3 separate regions of the Gossypium hirsutum genome follow, and regions 2 and 3 are each linked to region 1. A link is a contact called in public Hi-C data. All regions are on one chromosome and are shown on one strand. Each heading gives the region's core, a stretch centred on a gene start, on an enhancer-like site or on the middle of the called end of the contact. The rest is flanking DNA. Distances are from core to core; before and after follow the strand shown.

Region 1 (3,066 bases), core at 379-2,878:
GCGAGGTCAATAGAGTGAAAATGACTTGTCAGGTGTTTGAGAAGGGCCTACATGGTCACCCACTAAAAAAATCTCAATATTTAAAACTTGGTGGGGATTTGAAACCATGTCTCCTCGGACTCTCTTCAAGCACTCAAGCTCTTATTAAAGTCAAGAGACAAAATCATCATCAGGGACAACACTGATTTGTTGAGGGGTTTGCCAACTCTCGACGAACAACACATTACAGAATTCTCCATATGGAGTTGACCTCCCCTCAAAAAGGCTAATGTAATGTATTGGTTGTTATAATATTGATATTTTGAAAGTTTAATTAGAGCATCTTGAAATTTAGAGACTAATTTAAAATTTAGGTAATAGTTTAAGAGTATTTGGTTTAATGGATCTTAAAAATTTTAAGAGAAATAAAAAATTAGTATAAATTAGAAAATGCATATCATCAAGGTTTTAATTACATTAACCTTTGTATTTCGTAACACAACATATTTTTATAAGAATAATATTTGATACACTATTAGTAGAGTTTTTAGACTTCATAAGTAATATCAGAGATAGGCAAATGTTTTATAGGTGCATAATAAAATATTAAAAAAACACAACAATTTTTGAAAGTTGTTTGTAGAATAAAAAAATTACATTTAAATACTACACCAAACTTTATTAATGGCTTTGAAGTTCAATTTGGAAGAAGTTTGCCCAATGGAAGTTGCGTTTATGATATATTATGGATTATTATTCTATATGTGAGTCGGCTTTTTTGGTACATACATGCATTAATTTTGTTTTAAATAATAGGATTAAAATAAACTATATTATTAGTGACTAAATCATGAGTAAACTATACATCCAAGCTTTTCTAGATAACCAACTCCTACAAGCTATGGTAATGCAAGAGAGGAATATAGGCATCAGTAATCAGGTCAGCACAGCATCTCCATTGCTTGAAATGCCATCTTTGTTACAGATAGTGCAGGTTAACCTAATTATATGGAGCCATTCTACAATACCATGGGGTGCATCCACAGGAGGTTCTGTAAACTTCATATCCTATGGGAAGCTCTTATTTTTTTAGCAGCAAATTAGAAGCACGAAGTCCTAGTCAACCTCTACGTTCAAAATGACATTGAGCTAAGCAAGCTTCTAGTAGGAATGAAGCACAACTGCAACTTGAAACACATGGCCTGTGTTGAAGTCGTAATCAAACTGAAGTGCTTCGTGGCAACTATTCATGCTGGATCAAAACATTTCCCAAATAACTTATATATAATTTATATGAAAGTAACTCAAATCTTAAAATTTCGATTTTCAAAACTTCAATATCATTGAATCTAAATATTAATATTTAAATTAAAAAATAACCAATCGGAATAAAAAACAAATCAACTGATGTGAGGTAACCAATTATTTTAGTATGAACAATGATGATCCTAATTATAGGGGACGTGCATAGTTTATATGATTAGTAGTAAAGTAATTTTGTTGGTATAAAAGTAATATTTTTTTTAAGCAGCAGTAGCTATGGGCATGCAATGATTGGTTGGAAAGAGAAGGAACATGCTGGTTCATGCTTGTTCAACCTAATCGTCACAAATGGCAAACATTGGTCCCATTAAGCTAAAAGATTGGACGACCTTCAAACAAAACTACCCCACAGCACTTAGAAATCAACTGTCCCTCAACCACCCCCACAATCTCAGACCACTGTCTCTGAGATGGAAAATGAGCCTTTTCTCTCCCTCCAATCAAAACCTCAACTTCGACCCACTGTTGAAGACGACCATCATGGCACACCATCAGAAATCCAAGACAACTCACAAATTCAACCCCCTTCAAAGAAGCATGGTTCTCTCCATCGATGTAAAACGGCTCCAGCCATGGCTGTCATGCGTGACCGGAAGCCTAAAACACCCCAACTGCCTAAACCAAAATCCGAATCCAGCACCATTATCAGGCAAGCTTTTTTCTTGCTATCCCTTTACTTGTTGCTCGGTGTGGCTATTTACTCTTTCAACAGAGATGAATTCTCGGGTATCGAGACTCACCCAGTTGTTGATGCTCTTTACTTCTGTATAGTCACCATGTGTACCATCGGCTACGGTGATATAACCCCTTTAACCCCAGCTACCAAGATCTTCGCTTGTGTTTTTGTGTTGGTTGGTTTTGGTTTCATAGACATATTGTTGAGTGGGGTTGTAAGTTATGTCCTGGAATTGCAAGAGAACATGATTTTGACTGGTATCCACATCAAGAAATCGCAACAAGGGTTTTCAGCTAGGAACTACATCGTTGATGTAGATAAAGGAAGGATGAGGATAAGGCTTAAAGTTGGGTTAGCACTTGGGGTCGTGGTGCTGTGCGTTGGAATTGGAACCTTGATGTTGTATTTCTTGGAGAACTTGGACTGGATCGACTCGGTTTACTTGTCGGTTATGTCTGTTACTACGGTTGGGTACGGGATAGGGCATTTAAGACCCTGCCTGGAAGGTTGTTTGCGGGTGTTTGGCTATTGATTTCAACGCTGGCTGTGGCTAGAGCCTTTTTGTATTTGGCTGAAGCTAGGGTTGATAAGCGGCATAGGAGGATTGCCAAGTGGGTGTTGCATAGAGATATCACTATTCAGGATTTACTAGCTGCTGACATCAATAACGATGGCTTCATCAGGTTGGGTTTCAATCCTTTTTAGCTATTTTTCTATGAATATATGACAATTAATCTCTATTTTTTCTTGAAAATTGTGGTTGCAGTAAATCGGAGTATGTCATTTACAAGCTGAAAGAGATGGGGAAGATTGGGGAGAAAGATATATTGCAGATATGTGATCAGTTCAGCAAGCTGGACACAAATAACTCTGGGAAACTAACTCTTCCACAGCTCTTAGAAAATCGCTTGTGATATTATTCTTCAGATAAGCTTAATTTATAACTTATATTCTTTTGGCTAGAGATTCTAGAGGTTATCATTTCATTCTTGGATGAGCATTGAATGGGAAATTTTATGCACATTCAAGCTAGAAGAACTCAATTCTATACGTTTCTCAAGCCGCTGTGATGTGAAAAAGAAAATGGA
Region 2 (3,066 bases), core at 335-2,834, 500 kb after region 1:
ATAACATTCAAGAATCAAAAGAATTTGATGTTTCCACAAAAGAAAATCATTCTCACCAAGTTTTATCGTGTCATGCTTTGAAAAATATTGAACCTGCTGCAACAATGAAGAAGAAAGACTTAATTTTTTATTCAAGAACTTGATGGACAAATGAACACACATTGGCTATTTAATGTAGCCATGCTTACATACCAAAAATACCATAAATAACAAGCTAGTCTAACAACTAGATAACTACCTTAACCAACTAACTTCATATGTTTCATACTCATAACATCAAGATAGTAAATTTATATTAGAGGTATAATAAAGATTAATTAAAAATAAAGGGAAAAAAAGAAATTGAAAGGGACTTGACACAATATGGCGCGGACAAGAATAAAGAACAAAAATGAAAAAGAAAGGAACTGAAACTTCAGTTCAAATGGAAATTCCAAGCACAGGGGCGCACCCTCCGATGCACATATATGTACTTAATCCTATTTGAATTCTTTAATTTAATCTAATATTAAAGATAAAAAAATAAAATACTAAAAAATCAAAAAATTATTCTAAAGATAAAATACTAAAAAATCAAAATATTGTTCTAATGAAAAATTAGATGTTTTTTACAAATAAATCTCAAGATAAAAGTTTTCAAAATAGATCATTATCTATCAATTTTTTTTATCCAAAACTTTTACAACAACCCAATTGAATTTTTTGGTTTGTTTTTGCACCTAATCAAAAATTAAATAATAAACCCAAAATTAGTAGCACCTCATTTAAGAATTTATCAAAATTAAGCACCATAAATATGTCAATTGGGCACATTATCACTCACCATACCAACCTACTCCTAAGAATTGTATAATGTAATTAGGGTGCTCCAATTACACTTAATTTTGTGAGATCCACTAATTATAATGATTACTCAAACATGCCGCACATGTGTAATTATAAATAAATACACTCAATCTCAATTACTAGGTGACTTTTAAAACGCTGCTTATAAAAATTGGTGCAAATAATTGAAGTGCACCAATTACACTAGTCATATCATACAAATATTTACAAATAATTGCACTCAAATTCAATTATAAAACTCAACTGTCAATTCAACGAAATAAATATGGACCGAAATGTCAATATGACAAACTCAATAGCATAAATAGGACCAAACTCACAAATAATTAAACCCAAATTATTATTAAACCAAAGATCTCCTCCACTAAATAATTAAGTTATTTGACAAAAGAAAAATAAGCCCCAAATTATAAGTTAGACTGTTATGATTATGATTCGATTTATACCTGAACTGAACTCTGTATAATTTAATGCAAAGCTGATTAGTAAAAGCCCCATCCTTACGGACATAGGCAGGCCTGCATTTATCTGGTGCCAAAAAGTTAGACCCAATTCAGAACCAATTTCGCGCTATCTAAATCGCTACTCGACTCAGTCCAATGAACAAAGTGACTGTCTCAAACCCCCGTGCCCCCCCCCCCTCTCCCAAAGGTCCACTTTGTTGAAAAATAAACAACGTTTCGTGCGAGAACGAGGGAAATTTTATAGGAGCGAAATGAGCCAAAGCACAGACCCACCCCCCTTCCCTACAAACTTGTTCTATCAAAATCTCTGAATTTGTCTATAATCCATACAAAAGAAAAGGACTATTACAGTTTACATTTGAATATTCATCTCATTCATGGATCTAAGCCAGGTAAAATTCCCCCCCTAAACCCAAACTTAAAAAGACTTTCATGCCATCTAATTTCTCAGATCATAACATTTTAGATTCGGGTTTCTTGTTATTTACGTATATGTTTTTCATCTATTACATGACAGCCCGTAGAAGAAAACTATGCCAATCCCAAAACATGCTTCTTTCACGTCCTCTTCAAGGTGATTGCTGTGATAATTTTGTGCTGGTTTCGAGAATTGCATGATTTCATTTCCCCCTGGTTGATGTATAGTGTCTTTTCGGACAGGCCTCGGCTTTGGCATTTTACATGCTTTCAACGCTGTTTGCGGATAGTTTTGTTATCATCTTTGTGATCACCGTCGTGCTTGCTGCACTTGATTTTTGGGTGGTCAAGAATGTTAGCGGCCGTATCTTGGTGGGGCTTAGGTGGTGGAATGAAATAAATGAGCAAGGTGAGAGCATATGGAGATTTGAGTGCCTTGACCACGAGGTTTGTCCTTTACATTTTGGTTACCCCGATCTCTTCATTTGCAAATTCCATTGTTTGACATTGTTTTTAACCCCCCCCCCTCTATGCAGTCCTTAGCTCGTATTAACCAAAAGGATTCTTGGTTATTTTGGTGGACATTGTATCTTAATGTAAGTAATTATTGCGACAATGGATTGGAAGTCACTTGCTGATGAATTTGCAATGCTTTCACTCTGATATGCTTTCAAGTTTTAACATTTCTTACTTTCTCGTCCTTTTTTTTCTATTCAGGCAGTTGCTTGGACCATCTTTGGGATATTTTCATTGGTTAGACTTGAAGTTGATTATCTCCTAGTTGTGGGAGTTTGTTTGAGCCTTGCCATTGCCAATATCATCGGATTCACCAAATGTCGTAAAGGTATGAGATTCCGCCGTTTCAGATTTATAGTAATTCTTGTAGGACGATAAATCGTGTCGAAAAAAAAGCTAAAGGGTGATATATTTAGATCACACACCATGGCAGTCCATGTCATTAGCTTGGTTTAGGTGGATTTTGCAAGGCTCTTGAAGCATATCTAGTCAAAGTTTTTTGTTAATGAAATAAGCTACAACATGCCATCCAACAATTTGTGTTATTGTTTGAATGCAAACCATTATAAACTATAGTTATCTCTAGCTGTCTAACAGCCCTGAGTGCATGAATGGGTCTGCCCAGCTTTGCCAGTCCAAGAGACCAAGAGTATGTAGGGTAGAGGTTAAGGTTATTAATTTGCTCTCACTGGCTCATACACATAGAGACTAGGTTGAGCTAAGGCTTTTTTTTTTTTTTTTTTTGGTTTGATCATTACAAACCAAGGAGAGGAGCGTATAGGTGACCCAAGACTCGAACCCAGGTCTATGATGCCAACGAACA
Region 3 (3,066 bases), core at 185-2,684, 360 kb after region 1:
TTCTGCCACCATATGAGTATATGTTCTGTAGGTGCAAAACAAATTACAAAAATGATTTTGTTAGTAGGAAGAATCGAAACCATGAATCCGACACTAACCCGAATTAAGTTTAATGAAATGAGATGGACTCACTTGAATAGCTAATTTGATTTCTGCAAGAAAAGAAGGGATCTGTTTGGCTACTGGTTCATATGTCAAGTTTGATGCATACAATGCCATTAACAGATCATTTTGTCCAATGTCGATCATGTATACAGCGCTGCGGAACCCCTTTTCATCTATGAAACTTCCTGTACCTGAGTATATATATAAAGCAAAATGTGTTTTGAGGACGATTGATCTTTTGTCGCCAAACCAGGAATCCGACCACTAAGTATCTTTTAAAAGCAGTTTTCAAGCGCACGTTACCTGTTTTTTGGAGTTCAATTGATCTGTTTTTAAAGCGAATGAATTGGCGAACTTGAACATCAAGAACAAAGGGGACAAACTGCGGCAGGGTCATTGCACCAGATACAGCAAAGTTCACTCCACTAGGGAAGTTTGGAGCCAATGAGTCTAAATATGGGCTCAAATAACTCAAGTTCAAGTGTTCACCTACCAACATAGAGCCACAAACTTGGATTATCAAAAGGCTCAAATTAATGCATGCAACATATAGCTTATTGTCTCCTAACTTCCATCGCCTACCAAATCAATTTCTTTGAAGAAAATAAGGTATTAAGAATGGTTGAGGAGAAATTGGACTTACAGAAGAAGTCAATAATGAGACGTCCATCCCCTAATCGTCCAGTGCCTCTATGGAAAAAAGTGATGCCGTGAGGAAGGCCGATGGGAAGTCCGGTGCCGGCTAGTCCTCCGGTATCCGAATTTGAATCACCGAAATTGATAATAAGTGGTCTACCAAGGCTGCACTTTGAAACATCAATCATAGCAAGGAAAACCCAAATCCAAAGAAGCAATATCAAATCCTTAGAGAACCCTCCATTATCCATTTCTTAAGGGGGGTTTTTTGATTTTGAGAGCAGATGGTAGATTCACTATAAAAAGACTACATTTGGCAGGCATTGACTTCCTGTCTGGATTGTGTAAATCGATCCATGAGTTCAGAAAGTCAAATAAATTTGCAAATGGAAATTGTTTAATAAAGAAATGGTTTCTATCCAACGGTTCCCATGTGATTCACTTCACATGGAAAGAATTGAACAAACTCTTATGTATTTAGCCCACTCTCAACCTTAATGGACTCTGAAAACCTGTGAAGCAAAAACAGTTTATCAACACCATACATTCCCATACATAAGACAAAAGTGGTATCAATGCATCAAATGTTTTTGTAGCATGATTGAAAGGTTGAAGAAGGCAGCCATGCTTGTCAAGCGCGCTAGCATTTACATGATTTTGAGGCAATGCCCAGTATTGCAGCTTTCAACCGCAAAGTTTTCAACTTGAAGGTAACCAAATAGCACAATTTTCTTGGTCCTATTACTGTTAGGCATAGACAAAACCTGAATTTCCTCGAAAAACAAGGACTAAATCTTGGGCCGTCTAGTTTATTTGGTAGTCTAGATTTGGATATATCTAGCCATCCACTTGATTCAAAACATGGGTTCATCGTCAGCCCCAACACTCTCTCCTTTTGGGTTTTTTTTTCTTTCTTGATATAGGTTAGTAGCCCGTTTATATAAAACTCTATATGATGAAAAGTTAAGCGCGAGGTTCTGCCCAATGTTCTTGTTCTTCAAACACAAGACAAACATGGCTGCCATTGCAAAATTAAACTGCTTGCTATTCTTCTCATTTCTACAGTTGCAAAAGTAAACTCCTGATTATGTTCGTCGGTTCTATAGTGGCATCTGTCTCGGATGTTCAGAATTCTAATAGGAGAAAATTTGAACAAAAAAATATCATCGGAGAAGAGAAAAGAAGAAAAGAAAATCAAGAGAGATGAGAGATGAACAAAACAGATTCTGAAAATACATAACTGCCTTCCTCCCATGAATGGTGCTTAAGAGGAAGGGTAACAACTCCTGAAACAAATTGGCAAGTTGCTAACTAACAGTTGCCTCAAAACCCACCATTTCATTAAAGTTTCTTGAAGCAAAAGGTTGCATTTACAATACAACTAAACAAACAATAACAAAAATTCAAAACTGGCTTGACCGCTGGTATTTTCTTCCATAACAATTACTCCCCCCTTTAACCAGATCCTTGTAGCAGTATGGTTCCCTTTTATACCTCTCTATGACGCGAACCGGTACCTTGAGAAGGGCCCCATTAGTCCCTACGAACGGCAAACTAGGGTGACTGGGAGCCTTGCCAGTGTGCTTCTTAAGTTGGGACATATGAAATGTAGGATGAATTCGAGATCCCTCACTAAAGACAGTCTGTAAGCAACCTTTCCCACCTCAGCTTCCACATAATAGGGTGACAATTTTTTGTTCAATATCTTCCTCATAGTGTGTGTCGAAACCATTTTTATTTTGGAAAAAACAAAAAATTAGGTGTCAATAAAAATTAGGAGTCGCCACTAATCTTTTATTAAGGTGTGATTGGATCACTTAAAAAACGACTTTGGTCTACAAATTTCAGAAAAACAGATTCGGGAGTCAGTTACGTACGAGGAAGGATTAGTACCCTCGTAACGCTCAAAAATTGATACCAAATTGATTAATTAATGTCTTAAAGTCGAGAGTTAAAAAAATGTGATCCTTAATTAAATTAAATTATTTATTAAGACTCCTCATTTTGAAACAGAAAACATCACACCCAATACGTTAAGGCACGATATTTTATTTTTCAGGATGAGTTTGTCCAAAAGATTTGTGTGATAAAATTTAAAAGAATATCCAATTGTTTAAGATTTATGACGAAACCGCAACCCAATACGTTAGGGCACAATTTCTCAACATCCCAAACATTGAATATTTCCTTTATTAATATATATACATTTTTTAAAAAAATTCTTGTCTCGAGAAATCAGTATGTCACATCCAATGCGTTAGGACACAACATATTAAATTCCCAACAACAAGCTTTTTCATTTTATTTTTGATTAAAGAGCAATTC

The links. A called contact is a pair of places that touch in the nucleus more often than the background predicts.
Region 2: a contact with region 1 is called in a Hi-C map of leaf, with 1.7 times the contacts expected there. The contact joins the promoter of LOC107918301 here to the enhancer-like site in region 1. A contact is called at or near these places in 2 of 34 Hi-C or Micro-C datasets (both in leaf).
Region 3: a contact with region 1 is called in a Hi-C map of leaf, with 2.0 times the contacts expected there. The contact joins the promoter of LOC107910625 here to the enhancer-like site in region 1. A contact is called at or near these places in 2 of 34 Hi-C or Micro-C datasets (hypocotyl and leaf).

The regions. Positions count from the first base shown.
Region 1 is chrD08:47,635,978-47,639,043 of Gossypium_hirsutum_v2.1, reverse strand. It overlaps the pseudogene LOC107910587. Among protein-coding and RNA genes, the nearest start is that of LOC121220348, 9.9 kb to the left of the region's middle. Within about 2 kb of position 1,628, at least 6 of the 9 cell types and tissues checked have an H3K27ac peak or open chromatin away from gene starts, as enhancers often do. A contact at or near this core is called in hypocotyl and leaf, where this site is marked.
Region 2 is chrD08:47,140,676-47,143,741 of Gossypium_hirsutum_v2.1, reverse strand. LOC107918301 (Golgi apparatus membrane protein-like protein ECHIDNA) reads left to right here and starts at 1,584. Exons shown (of 6, transcript XM_016847831.2): 1 at 1,584-1,702; 2 at 1,828-1,884; 3 at 1,971-2,174; 4 at 2,264-2,323; 5 at 2,445-2,571. The coding sequence starts at 1,688.
Region 3 is chrD08:47,275,939-47,279,004 of Gossypium_hirsutum_v2.1, reverse strand. It overlaps LOC107910625 (GDSL esterase/lipase At3g62280), which reads right to left and starts at 1,434. Exons shown (of 5, transcript XM_016838537.2): 1 at 749-1,434; 2 at 409-594; 3 at 133-296; 4 at 1-25. The coding sequence starts at 992.